Linked DNA regions of Mus musculus: region 1 is linked to region 2. Evidence: chromatin contacts called from public HiChIP or PLAC-seq data. All regions are on one chromosome and are shown on one strand. Each heading gives the region's core, a stretch centred on a gene start, on an enhancer-like site or on the middle of the called end of the contact. The rest is flanking DNA. Distances are from core to core; before and after follow the strand shown.

Region 1 (6,563 bases), core at 1,543-4,042, 300 kb before region 2:
TGTGTGTCTGTGTGTGTGTGTGTGTGTGTGATCCTGCAGCCTTCTGGATGTCTGGCCCTTCCAAGGTGTTTTCTGACTGGCTACTGTGTGCAAAGTCCCTACAATGCCACCAGCCACCCATCTAATGGCTGTCTGGTTTTCTTCATAGCATTTTTAAGACCTGATACCCTACTGTCTTGCATCCTATCCTCTGATTTCTCATTTCGACTGAGAACAGGAACTTGGCCTGGGTATTTGCCTTTCTATCATTGACACGGGACAGGCCCTGCTCAGCTCTCATCAGTTCTGAGTGACTACACATGCTAGTAGCTGGAGAGGTAAGATGCTCCACCTCTCCTGGTTTGTTTTTCCCCTCTTTCAAGAAAGAGTAATGGCTGGGCATGTTCCCAAACAGTCCTTTTTATGCATTTGCATATCACAGATTGGGGAATGATCAATGACTTCTAAGATTCTGACGTACCTGGAGTGAGTAGACTCATAATTAGTTTCTTTGAAGTACCAGTGAGTCAGAGAGTGTGCTAGCTCCTACTCGGAGCCACAGCAAAGTCTTTATGGATGAATGCAAGGGCAACAGTGTTTAACGGAGTCTTCAAATGGGAGGTGCAAAAAGATGAGACACAAAGGGATGTTGTGGGTGGTGACAGCATCCCACAGGCCTACACTTCGCCTCTCTCCCTCTTCAGCTGATACCTTAAAAAACGCTAGGTTACCTACCTGAAAAGTATACCTAGCCTTGTTCGAAGGGGAGGGGAATTACTGTTGGTGGGAGACAGGAGAGGGTGTGAGGGGATGGGTAGATCAAAATATATTATATACATGTAGGGAAGTGCCATAATGAGGCAGATTGTGTGTAAATATATGCTAATAAAAAGCATTTGAAAAGGTACATCTAGTATTGCCTACCTACCCACTTCGTGTGCTGAAAAGATGGATGGAATTTCTTGAAACATTGAGCCTTATATAAGGAACATATAAGACAGATGTTAATTTAGGAAAGCATTGTCTAAGGGAATCTGGAATTTTCTTCAGCTTTTGAAAGAGAACTAGGCTCAGAAGCAGAGACCTAGGTCTGAGCTTAGATTCTAAAGCTGAAAAGTGGCATGACTTTGGGTAGGAACCTTAAAGATCATTGAATCTGCTTTCGTCCTCCTTGTTAAGGGGATGCTACTCCGCCCATCTTAGAGCCTGTATCTCAGTGGCTCTCTGGGAAGGCTTCAGACTGTAAGCCACCATGTATTGTGCTTTGGTTCTGCGAATACCGTTGAGACAGACTCTCTACAGAATACAAGGACAAGAGGATGTCAAAAGCTATTAATTCATACTCTTGCACATGGTGTGTGTGTGTGTGTGTGTGTGTGTGGTACATGTGTGCTCATGCATGCATGTGAGTGTGCACATGTACATATATATTCATATACATGCATATGGGTGTGTGTACATGTAAAGGCTGACTTTGGAGTTAGGTGGCTTAGGTTCAAGTTGTGCGGGTGAACTAGAATTTATTTCAGTTCTTCGTAAAACTGGTTAAGTACCAGCCCTCAGGGTTATTTAGGCAGTGGTTCTGAGCCTCAATAATGCTACAACCCTTCAATACAGTTCCTTATGTTGTGGTGACCCCCAATCATAAAATTATTTCATTGCTACTTCATAACTGTGCCTTTGTTATGAATTATAATTTAAATATGTTTTAGAGATAGAAGTTTGTCTAAGGGGTCACAACCCACAGGTTGAGAAGCACTGGTTTAGAGGATTGTATATAAATGTCATCTGGCTGACATGTGATATATATTTTCTATGACTATTAAGTTACTCCTCTGAAAAAAAAAATCACTGGTCTTATCCACACTGTTCAAGGAGTCTTGCTTCTTTCCAGTTTCTACTCAGTACCATTCTGGAATCACCCAGACCTTTCCAGTTCTTCTCGCCATCATACACAATTATACAGGACATGGCTAAGGAGTATTCTGCTAAGTGCCAGGAGTGCACTGCACAGCAGTGGGGTGAAGTCCTGACTAGGTCACACATCACACAGACAAGCAGTAGTCATTCTGATGTTCAAGGACCCCCGTTGCAAAGTATAACCCTTGGACTTCCTTGCTGTAGCTGTGAGCTGGAATAGAAGGTCAGATTTGAGTCTGTGCAGCAAAGCTGAGGAGCTGTGTGGACTTAACTGGCACCAGGCTGTAAGATGAGTCACTGAACAAAGACGTTGTTACCATAAAGATTTGCCTGTGGACAGTTAAATTACATTATTGTAATTTGCCAAAAATACCTTGTGTCGGTTAGGAGAGACTGAGTCATGCTATGATGAGAGATCACCCCACCTCCGGCCTATGAACGCACAACGGTGTCTAACCACGGTACACTGATGGCTTGTTTCCTCTGCTATTCTTGCTGTTCTTGGTGTAGGTGTTGGAGATTGAATCAATGGCCTGGCTTGTGGGAGGCAAGCATCCCATCACTCAGCTCCCATTCCAGTCATGCATATGTGTAGATGTGTGTTCACATTTGCGTCAACTTTGAGATAAGATCTTCATGTGTAGCCCAGGATAGCCTCAAATCCAAAATTCTCCTGCCTTAAGCATCTGGGTGCCAGGGAACACGCACATACCCCCCCCCCCGCCCACACACACACACCACTGTACCTGGCAGCTTTACCCCATAGAACTTTCATTTCTTGTTCATGCTTCCTGTTCACTGGACATTGGTTGGAAAGGGAGGGTATGGGCATGTGGCGGCTCTGGTCAATGTTTATGAACAGTCACTGAGGTATGTAGGCTGGTAGCACCATTCCCACTTACAGAATTGCTGATTTCATGCCAGAGGGGGAAATGACATCCCTAGATCTTGTGTTGGCTACTACATGCTTTAGCTTGTGAGCAACACCCTTGACTATAGACAACTCATTAACCACAAGTATCCATTTTGATCTCAGTCAACCTTCCAAAGGAGGCCAGAAAAATGTGATCACACCAAGAGGAAGAGAGAAAAAAAAAACAACAACAAAAAACAATTGCCAAATATTCCCACTGCTCACTTCTATCCCATTATGTACTAATGAAACTGATTCTTAGAAAACCCAGTGACAATTAAGAGAGCAGAGCTAGGTGATGCTGTGGTAGCCAGTGTGGGCCAAAGACAAAGTTTGGGAATTCTTCAAAAGCCGTCTGGTTCAATAGGGCGATCCTTCTTCCCTTGAGGACATCTTCCTTCTATCCAATTATTTACTTATCCTTTTGCAATTTCTTGGATCAAAGTCTTGCCTTTTATTCTCTCTTATTCCCTTCCCCTATTCTGCCAAATCCCTTCTCCTTCTCCAACCCACTCCTCCTTTCATGTCTTTGTGCATGCGGCCCACTGCATTAGGATTCCTGCATGAGAGGTAGGTTATCTGTTTGAGTTGGGCCTGTGCATCAGAAGCAGCACCATTAATGACTATTACCAATCCCCTTCCCTTACAACTACATAGAGCTCTTCTGGAGGGTGGGGCCTTATAAGGCTCCTTTTTTTTTGGTTTTTAGAGACAGGGTTTCTCTGTATAGTCCTGGCTGTCCTGGAACTCACTCTGTAGACCAGGCAGGCCTCTAACTCAGAAATCTGCCTGCCTCTGCCTCCCAAATGCTGGGATTAAAAGCATGCATTTTAAAGCACTAATTGCCGTTCTTGAGCTCTATCGCCCATTCTGCCTACCTCCTCTTCCACAATGTTCCCTAAGTCTTACAGTAGTAGTAGAGATGCCCCATTTAGGTTGAATGACTGCTGGACCAACTGGTGGAAGAAACATTCTATACTACACTGCTTCTCTGCAACCACAAACCTCTAGCTACCATAATTTACCATATAACCATCTATATCCTAGTAATGAATCCTTGGTCCTCAGTCATGCTTCATCCATTTTAGCCAGCATTCAATCCAAAGAAAGGCTACCGTAGTGGAAGCTCATGTGCCTCTCAGTTCCTTACTGGACCTGACCTGAGAGCTTTACAGAAAACACAGTCTTGCTGACACGGTAGAGGGCGGGCTCTGGCTCTGCTAAGAAGTCAGTTTTCATTGCTTTAACTATGGGGTTGCCTTTAGGTCTCAACCCATTCCCTGTGGTCAAGATGTAAAACTCTCAGCTCCTTCTCTGGCACCACAGGCTTAGATTTCTTAAAACCTACTTTAATAAGGGTTCTCAAATGCTTCAACGCCCCTTCTAGCCCACGGTCCAAAGGTGTGGAACCAAGAAAGGCAGCCTGTTTTCTGGGTGAGCTAGGTTTAAACCCTGGAGACCCAGCAGGTGTTCCTGCAAGGGACAGAAGGCCCATTTGCCATGCTCCTACACACTGAGCTCCTGACACTAGGCCCCAGCTCCATAATTCTGTGGCCATCAGTCATGTAGGGCAATGCCTCAAGTCTCTGGTATTCTGTCTGGACTCCACCCCCACAGTTACCTGGCAACAGCCAGGCAGGCCTGGCCCACTATAAAAGGGGATATTTGCCCCCTCCTCCCTCTCTTGCTCTTACTCTTGCCTTTCCCTCCCTTGCTCCCCCAAACCCCTCTATGCATTCCCTTCCCCTATCTCTCCACATAGCCATGGCTGGCTTCTGATTCTCTACTCTCTCCTTCTCTCTGCCTTTCTCTTTACCTCTACTACCCTCTTAGCTCCCCTTCCTGCCATGACAATAAAAACCTTAAAACCATGGACTGTCTCTTCTCATCAGGATCCACCATGCTGGAGCAATGGAGCAGGTCTTCCTCTAAAGAGCCACATCTAACCTCCCACAAGGAGGCCTCTCTGCCTCTGGAGACATGGCTTCCGCTGAGCAAGCCAAGCAGTCCCGGGCTAGAGCCAGCCCGGTGCCCTCCCCCCAGCTCTTCCACGTCATCCAGCAGCATCTGGGGTGTCCAAGAGCCTGAGAACCTGTCGTACTCGGCCTCCGTGCAGACCCGGGGACCCTGAGCCAATTCTGGCAGTTCTGCAGGGACCTCAGACTATGATTTCCTACCTTCAGCAGGGTCTTGTGGCCTCTTACAGCCCAACACCTTCCTGGCGGTGGAGTGGGGTGTATGCAGTCCTGCCTTGCCCAATGGCCTGAGCCCTGGGCTGGACATGGGACCCATTTTAACCCACACAAAGATAGGGGAGAAAAAAATGGTAAATAGGACAAGGGGATATAAATCTGTTTAGAAGTAGTTCTTTGGGGGTGATTCCAATCTCTGTCAGGATACCAACAGTCCAGTTCAAAAGTGTCACTAAACACAAATCAGTAATGGTAGCATGATCCAGCAGAAACCACCAGGCCTCCACCAAATTGGCACTAGTCACCAGGAGTGACAAGGACCGGCCAGAAAGCTAAGAGTTTTCTGCTCTGCCTTTCAACGAAGCAAAGACCGATAAAGCATGGCACAGCTAGCCTTGCAAACAGCCTGTCACTGTCAGTATATCCTATAGACACACTCTCCAAATATCTTGTGTCTTCCCAAGAGGTTCCCAAAGAAACCTCTCTGGTGAGGTCTGAGAGCTACACTAATCTATGTGTCTAGGAAGAGATAGGGTGCCATTATGAGGATGGTGCACCATGAAAGGAACCCCTCCCCCCACCCCCAATACACACAGGAAAGTTATGTAACTATTCAGGATTTCTTTTTAAAGTAAAAAGCAAACATGAGAGATTGCATGCAATAATAAAAACTTCTGAGTTTGAGCATCTAGTCTCTAGGATTAATTCTTAGGGAAACTCATTAAGTGGACCCTTTGGCCAGGAAGTCCTGGGGAGAGGATCCTAGAAGACATATGGGAGAAGTTGAGGAGAACCAAACCATGGTGGAGATTGTTCTTCATGGAAAGTCAAGAGAATTTGGGGCGGCATTCTCTGTTATTTAATGGAAGTTCGTTTGGTGAGCTTGTAGTTTAAAGAAAGCTACAGGTTAAAAAAGAGGACCAGTCCTTGTATCCTGACCCTTTGCGATCTGCCACACTTAGAACAACAGTAAACACAGGAAAGCTTGCTTATTGGACACCGAGACTTCGGAATGAGAGCGGTGTTACTCAGCCACAGATGGTCCACAGGGATGGCTGAAGTGGTGGTGAGTTTGTGCCTTCTGATTGGTCAGCATACACAAGCTTGGCTTCACATGCAAAATCATTAAAGACATTGTATGAATTGTTTTTTTAGACTCTGTGTATTAGGCATATATGAAACAAATAAATTTAAAGTTTCTTTTCTGGGATAACATTATATACATAAATGTTCCAAATTATAAAGGGATCAAAAAGATCCCAAATCAGAAACACTTCTGATCTCAAGCATTTTGGTTAAGAGAGATCCAGTTATTTATTCATTTATGTATTTATGTATTTATTTCATATGAGTACACTGTAGCTGTCTTCAGACACACAGGACTGGAAGAGGGTGTCAGATCCCATTACAGATGGCTGTGAGCAACCCACCATGTAGTTGCTGGGAATTGAACTCAGAACAGTCAGTGCTCTTAGCCTTTGAACCATCTCTCCAGCCCAAATATTCAACTTCTAATATGGTGCCATGTCTCATCCCAGGTAGGTGATCTCTTTATGGTG
Region 2 (6,957 bases), core at 2,453-4,952:
TTGGCAAAATCAACGACATGAAAATTTGGAAGTGCAATGTGCAATTTGTTGCACCCTGGAGGCACCAATGATGTAATCTTTTGCTACTCTCCTCCTCTCAAGGGGTCATCCAGACCCTTGTTGTTATTTCTAGAGAATCATCATGGTGGTAAGGTGGTTCCAGGAGCTAAGCCCATCTTCTCCAAGCCTCTCCATCAGGTTCTTCAGGATTTCCAGCATGTGGACACTGGAGACTTGAAAATGAACAAGGCCTTTCAGAGACCTCACCCTGTAGTGGTCATCGTTTGAGCATCTGTAGAGAATATATCACGTGTTATACTAGAAAGGTTGAAATTCGTGAAGACCATCTCAGTATGGTATACATTGTGTGCATGTGCATTCGAGTGTGAGCAGGTTTGTGTGCATTGTTCCAGGAGCCGTACTCAGTACAAAGGTCTGCTTAATCTATATTTTGGCTTTCCTCTAAACATTCTATAATTCATAAAGTTAATGTGTCAGGATGTTTATTAACTTTAGATTTATAGAGCTTAATGGTGCTCATAGGAAATGATGGATTGGAAAGCTACCGTGTTATAAAAAGTCAACAGCAGCCTGCAGTTTAGTTCCGATTAAATCAAATGCCTCAGACATCAAAACATACCATTCTTATACATTTTTAATCACTCTTCTCCAACTTATTGTGGATTAAATTTGTTTTAATTGCAACACAGGCATTTGCTCGGCGTGCGCTAGCTAAAATTGATGAGTTAAGGCAGCTGGAATTAATGAGCTCCTCGTCGTCTCTGGAAACCTCCCGAAAATATTACAGAGAGGCCACGATAAAGGTATGAACATTTCATGAAATGGAAGACATCTACCACGCAGCGCTATTGACTGAGCGCTCAATCTTAGTGACCGAGTCGTGCATCCCGTTGTCACTTCTTATATATGATTCTTCTTGTGGGGACAGATGGCTGTGATGATCTTCAAAAGAGGAGTATTCGAGTCTCGAAGAAAAAACAAAAATGTGTTAAGACCGAAGCTAAGACTCAACCTAAAGGAAGCTCAAAGTGTGAGTCTCCAAGGCTCCCCTTCTTGCCACCCTCTTGCAATGTGTATGGCTTCTTCCTTTGGATCCGTTCAAGCCTGTCCCTGATTTTAGAGCCATGGAATGTCTTCCTAACTGAGCTACAGCCTCCCAGCACCCCCTTCTCTTTTTGGGGCCTCCCACTATCCCAGTTTTGCAACATTAATGGGTGAGTTGCTGAGGATGAGCTTGGAAAAGGTTTGCATAAAAGCCCCTTGCAAATGGACAGTCCTCGGAGTTGGCCTGCGCAGATCCTTGCCTCTGGGCACCTGACAGCAGCTTTGAGGTTTTCTCATTAGCTTTAGGTTCACCATCGGGAGTAGACTTTACTATAGTGACAAACGACCCTCACATCTCAGAAGACTTAAAAAATAATTTCCCATTGCACTTTAGGGCTAGCAGAGTCATCAGGAGGCCTGCTAAATAGCTGTTCAGGGCCAGGCCTGGTAGAAGCTCTAATTTATTTAGACAATGCATGGCTTCTCTGCTGGCGGGGATGACAGAGAGCTTGGAGAAGCCACAATGCCTGGCATGGAAGTGCTCCAGTGTCACATTTCTCCAGTGTCTTCACTGGTCACATGGCCCCTCTCAACCTCAGCACTGAGCACTGTCTTGGGGGAGTGAGTCAGATACTCTTTGTGGGGTTCAATCTTTGCCTCCCATCCTCTGGTCGTCCTGTCCTTCCGTCTCCCCTTCCATCTTTACACTTCCCTGTAGCCTCTCTGAGCTCAGTGTCCTCTGGGTTCAGTTCTCCTCCTTCCCTGAAGCCATCCCTGACCGTTCTCAATGGTGTCAGCTAGCTCTTCTCTGTGAGTGGCTATGCAGGGTCTGGAAATGAAGGCAAGGGCAGTTGTTGTTGTTGGTGGTGAGCTGGTTCTGACAGAAAAGCAACAGAATCTCAGAACCTGGAGGCGAACTTGGAAACTACCTGCTGTGGTGCTTTTTCACTGTACAGGAGGGATTCAGGGCTCAGAGTCACACGCCCCAGCTGGCAGCATTGAAAGGCTTCTCACAGCACCAAATGTCCACTGCATAGTGACTAAGAGCACTGGCTGTTCTTCCAGAGAACCAGGGATTCAATTCCCAGCACCCACATCTATCTATCTATCTATCTATCTATCTATCTATCTATCTATCTATCTATCTATCTATCTATCTATCTATCTATCTAATCTATCCAGCTATCTAATCATCTATCTAATCTATCTATCTATCTATCTATCTATCTATCTATCTATCTATCTATCTATCTATCTATCTATCTAATCTATCCAGCTATCTAATCATCTATCTAATCAATCTATCTATCTATCTATCTATCTATCTATCTATCTATCTATCTATCTATCTATCTATCTATCTATCTAATCTATCCAGCTATCTAATCATCTATCTAATCAATCTATCTATCTATCTATCTATCTATCTATCTATCTATCTATCTATCTATCTATCCATCTATCCACCTATCTATCTATCCATCTATCCATCCATCCATCCATCCACCCACCCACCCACCCACCCACCCATCCATCCATAGTCATTGCCTGTAGCTGCTCTGGTTTTCTCTCCTGCCTGCTCTAGTTGCCCTGGCCACGGACAGTCACTGAACGGCTGCTGGATGAGCTACTTGACAGCACCTCATCGCGGTTTCTGGCTGTCTTGGAAGCCCTCTCTGACTCAAACAGGCGGATCCTGCAGACTGGACCGCTGGTTACTGACGAAATGGAGCTGCGTGATGTGGTGTCGGAGCTGTTTATGGCTGGAAAAGAACTTTTGATACGTAAATACAATGTTGATATTTTATTGTAGACACTGGTATTGAACACCTTCTGAATGATAGAAATTGGTATTCAATCTACAGATTGACCTTGAATCCAGTGACCATGATTATAAATAATTTATTTGTGGATTTGTTTTTGATTTTCTAAAAAATAATAATAATCTTTGATAATGACAGTTACAATTTTTTTCCTTTTCAGGTTTTAGTCTCTTAAATTCTTTTTTTTTCCATTTCTTGATTTATTGCACAGACTAGAATGATGAGAAATGCGTGCCAATGGCTGACTTCTGACCTCCTTGTCCCAATTTGACAGTAGATGGAAAACCTTCAATGCTTTACCATTAGTTCAGACACTGACTAAAGGGATTTTTATGGCTTTTTTTTTTTCAGATGAAGACAGTTTCTTTACTTCTTGATTTGTTAAGCATTTTAGTTTTTGTCAATTGGGATAGTCTCTCTGTGTGTGTGTGAATGTGTGTGTGTGTGTATGTGTGTGTGTGTGTATGTGTGTGTGTGTATGTGTGTGTGTTTGTGAGTTATCTCTTTCTTCCTCCCTTCACCCCCTCTCTCCTGCAATCACTTTTTTTTCTTTGAATCAGGGTCACTGGTTTTGTTAGACTGACTAACTCTAACTGGCCAGGCAACCCAGGGCTGTTCCTGTCTGTTTCCTTGATAACAGGTGTATGCTGCCATGCCTGGCCTTTCACATGGATAAACATTTGTATCTTTTCTGACAGAAGTTCTTAATTTTACTTTCATTTTGTGCATCTGAGTCTTTTGCCTTCCTTTATGTATGTGTATCGCCTTGTGTGCTTGGTGCCGGTGGAGGCCAGAAGAGGGTATCTGATCCCCTGGAACTAGAATGACGGATGACCTTAACTTTTGGTTCTTTGTGGGGTCTGAAAATCAAGCTTGGGTTCTCAGGAAGAGCAGCCAGTACTTGTAACTTCTGAGCAGCTTCCAGACATTCTTAAATTTTAATGTCATCCAGGTTGCCAATACATCCCACTATTTCCGTTCTCTAGGCACTGGATTCTTGCTTCATGCTTCTGAGGTCCTCTTGCTTCTGAGAGAACACTCCTACTTGAGTCCTCATTCACTCTGATCTACTTTTCTGCTTCCTGTGGTAAAGGATGCTTGCATTGTGGGTTTTCTTTGAAAATACTTGCGTATTGAATTTTCTTTCCACATGAACTTGAACTTACCTTCTATGGCCTTGCAGCAGCCAGCAGATCGGGCTCTAAGGTCTGCCTAGGAGACATGGGAAGCCAGGTGTTTGCTTGTGTAAGTTTTTTTTTAAAAGATTTATTTATTATATGTAAGCACACCCCAGAAGAGGGTGTCAGATCCCATTTCAGATGGTTGTAAGCTACCATGTGGCGAGACTATGCGCTCACTTGGTGGGTGACAAAATGCAGACAGAAAAAAACAAAATGCAAATGAGTGGTCTGGAAACTCACTCACGTTGAAGAGCCCTCTCAGAAGTCCTAAGAAAGGAACAAAAACGAGGGACTTGGTGTTGAATGTTAAAACGTTGACATTCATTTAGTTATGTATCTTAGTGAAAGAGGTAGACACAGAGAGGAAAGGGAAACATAACAGGAAATGGTATTTTGGTTGGTTGTTTAGTTGGTTGGTTGGGTTGGTTGGTTTGTTGGGTTGGTTGGTTGGTTGGTTGGTTTGGTGTGGTTTTGAGCTCAAAATGCCTCCTGCTTCACTGGACCCAGTGTGATGAGACATAAAAATAACAACACAGATAAGAGTATGAAGGCTATGATCTATAAAGACAATGAGATGTAACGAACATTGAACTTACACACAGAGCCATAGGTCCCTTCATGTGTACTCTTTGGTTGGTGGTTTAGTCTCTGGGAGCTCGGTGTGTGTGTGTGTGTGTGTGTGTGTGTGTGTGTGTGTGTGTGTGTGTGTGTGGCTGGTTGGTTAATATTGTTGTTGTTCTTATGGGGCTGCAAGCTCCTTCATTCCCTTTACTCCTCCACTGGGGTTCCCACGCTCAGTTTGATGGTTGGCTTCGAACATCCACACCTGTATTTGTCAGGCTCTAGCAGAGCCTCTCAGGGGACAGCTAAATCAGGTTCCTGCCAGCAAGCACTTCTTGGCATCAGCAATAGTGTCTGGGTTTGGTGTTTGCATATGGGATGGATCCCCAGGTGGGGCAGTCTCTGGATGGACTTTCCTTCAGTCTCTGTGGGAGGAGACAGGGGAGATGTACAGAGGATCAGGAAATTGAACAGTTGTGTAGCTGTGGGGGATGGGGAACTGGGGGTAGCCACCAGAAAGTCTCAGATGCCAGGAAAGCAAGAGGCTCCCAGGACCCAACGGGGATGATGACATTAGCTGAAATACCCAACAAAGGGGAGAGAGAACCTGTAGAGACTATATTCAGAGATTAGGCACAGCCCCCCAGTTGAGGTATGGGGCCACCCACCCTTCTCAAAAACATTAACCCAAAGAGTGGAGTTTATATAAGTTTATATCACACGTGTGTGTGTGTGTGTGTGTGTGTGTGTGTGTGTGTGTATGTGTGTGTGTGTGTGTGTGTGTCTGTCCTCCTGAAGGCAGTGAGTCTCTGATCCCATACTTTGGCCCCATGTCTTCATAAAGAAAGGTTCTGAGAGAAATTGGGGGGAGGGGATCAGAATATTTTATTTCCAATTTAAAAAAAAAAAAACGAACAAACCTGTCAAGTGAGAATTCTTTTGATCTCATTCACTCAGATTCTAAAACTTAACCTCATTGGCAAGTACCCTGTTTTCATTTAAATGGGAGGAGAACGTCCCCACGTCTTCATGCCTTTCCGTCAAGTTCTTCTAAGCAGTCCCTTTATCCTGGATCCTCTCTCATTTTCTTTCTGGATGTCACCGAGATGGTCAGACATGCCATGGGAGTTGCCTATGTGTACTGCTCCCAAGTCTTTCCTTCTACTATCATATACACAAGGCAGCCTCTGTTCTTACTACCCTACTGAAAAACCCCATCTCCTTTCTGCTCAGAGAATCTCACTCAGTGCTTCCCCCCACACTCTTCCGTAGGGTCTGTAGTACCTGCTACTGATGACTCCTCTTTACACTGAAAGCTCTCCTTGGCAGCCTTTTCTCCTTCTGCCTTCCCGTGTTAGATGATGCTTCTTAGCTCATAGCTGATCCTGCTGTCTGCTGTGAATATAGCTACTGGGATTATGTGAATCACTAGCTGGACACGTTCCTTGTTCCTAACATCGAGCTTCCGATGCAGCTAATTCACTCTTGGCCAGTTTCTTACAGTCCTTACTCCTTTATCTAAAAAGAAAAAAAAAAGATTTATTTTTGTTTTATGTGTATGGGTGTTTTGCCTGAATGCATGTATGTGCACCATATATGTGCCTGGTGTCTTGTGCCCTGGTGTCTACGGAGGCCAGAAGAAGCCATCGGATTCCCTGGAACTTGAATTGCAGACAGTTGTAAGCTGCCACGCGGGTGCTGGCAACCAAACCTGGGTTCTCTGCAGGAACAGCAAATGTTCTTAACTTCTGACCATCTCTGTAGCATGCCATGGTTGTTCTTCTGAGTGACCTCAGGGAAAGTCCTCCCTCAGACCTACCCTTTGATAACCCTTCTTATTTGTCTCCACAGCACTGTATTTATTTATTATATATAAGTACACTGTAGCTGTCTTCAGACATACCAGAAGAGGGCATCAGATCTCATTACATATGGTTGTGAGCCACCATGTGGTTGCTGGGATTTGAACTCAGGACCTTTGGAAGAGCAGTCAGTGCACTTAACCGCTGAGCCACCTCTCCAGCCCTCACTTAGGTTTCTTATGTGTCCCACCAGCCTACAACCTCAGTGACAGTGAGGCTGGGGACAGCACCCTTTTCTGTCTCCTCTTCCTAGCATCTGACAGTGTCTGACATCGAATATCTAATGCATGTCTCCTCAAATGAGCGGCATCCAAACATTCCTCTCTCCTTTTCTAGTTTCAAATGTTCGTTCAAATGGAAAGCTTGATTTCCCCCAAACGAGTCTCCTGGAGCATGTAGTAGAGAAGCGGAATGCTCTTTCCGTGGGTGCTTCTGTGAGGTTTGCCAAGCTGGCTTTTACTTACG

The links. HiChIP or PLAC-seq counts read pairs in DNA pulled down with a chosen protein or histone mark.
Region 1: a BATF HiChIP or PLAC-seq map of CD8 T cells shows a contact between it and region 2, with 5 read pairs. The contact joins two enhancer-like sites. A contact is called at or near these places in 1 of 15 datasets of contacts at CTCF or cohesin (CD8 T cells), 1 of 484 Hi-C or Micro-C datasets (uterus), 4 of 115 datasets of contacts at active chromatin or transcription factors (CD8 T cells, bone marrow-derived macrophages, embryonic stem cells and 1 more) and 2 of 9 other capture datasets (adipose tissue and embryonic stem cells).

What each region holds. Positions count from the first base shown.
Region 1 is chr10:93,339,385-93,345,947 of GRCm38.p6, reverse strand. All of the region lies in intron 1 of Gm17745 (predicted gene, 17745), which reads right to left. Among named protein-coding and RNA genes, the nearest start is that of Gm17745, 6.5 kb to the right of the region's middle. Within about 2 kb of position 2,792, at least 56 of the 459 cell types and tissues checked have an H3K27ac peak or open chromatin away from gene starts, as enhancers often do. A contact at or near this core is called in CD8 T cells, where this site is marked.
Region 2 is chr10:93,039,121-93,046,077 of GRCm38.p6, reverse strand. Cfap54 (cilia and flagella associated protein 54) reads left to right here. Exons shown (of 68, transcript NM_001347060.2): 7 at 711-824; 8 at 950-1,051; 9 at 2,651-2,849; 10 at 6,829-6,957. Among named protein-coding and RNA genes, the nearest start is that of Gm40739, 32 kb to the left of the region's middle. Within about 2 kb of position 3,702, at least 32 of the 459 cell types and tissues checked have an H3K27ac peak or open chromatin away from gene starts, as enhancers often do. A contact at or near this core is called in CD8 T cells, where this site is marked.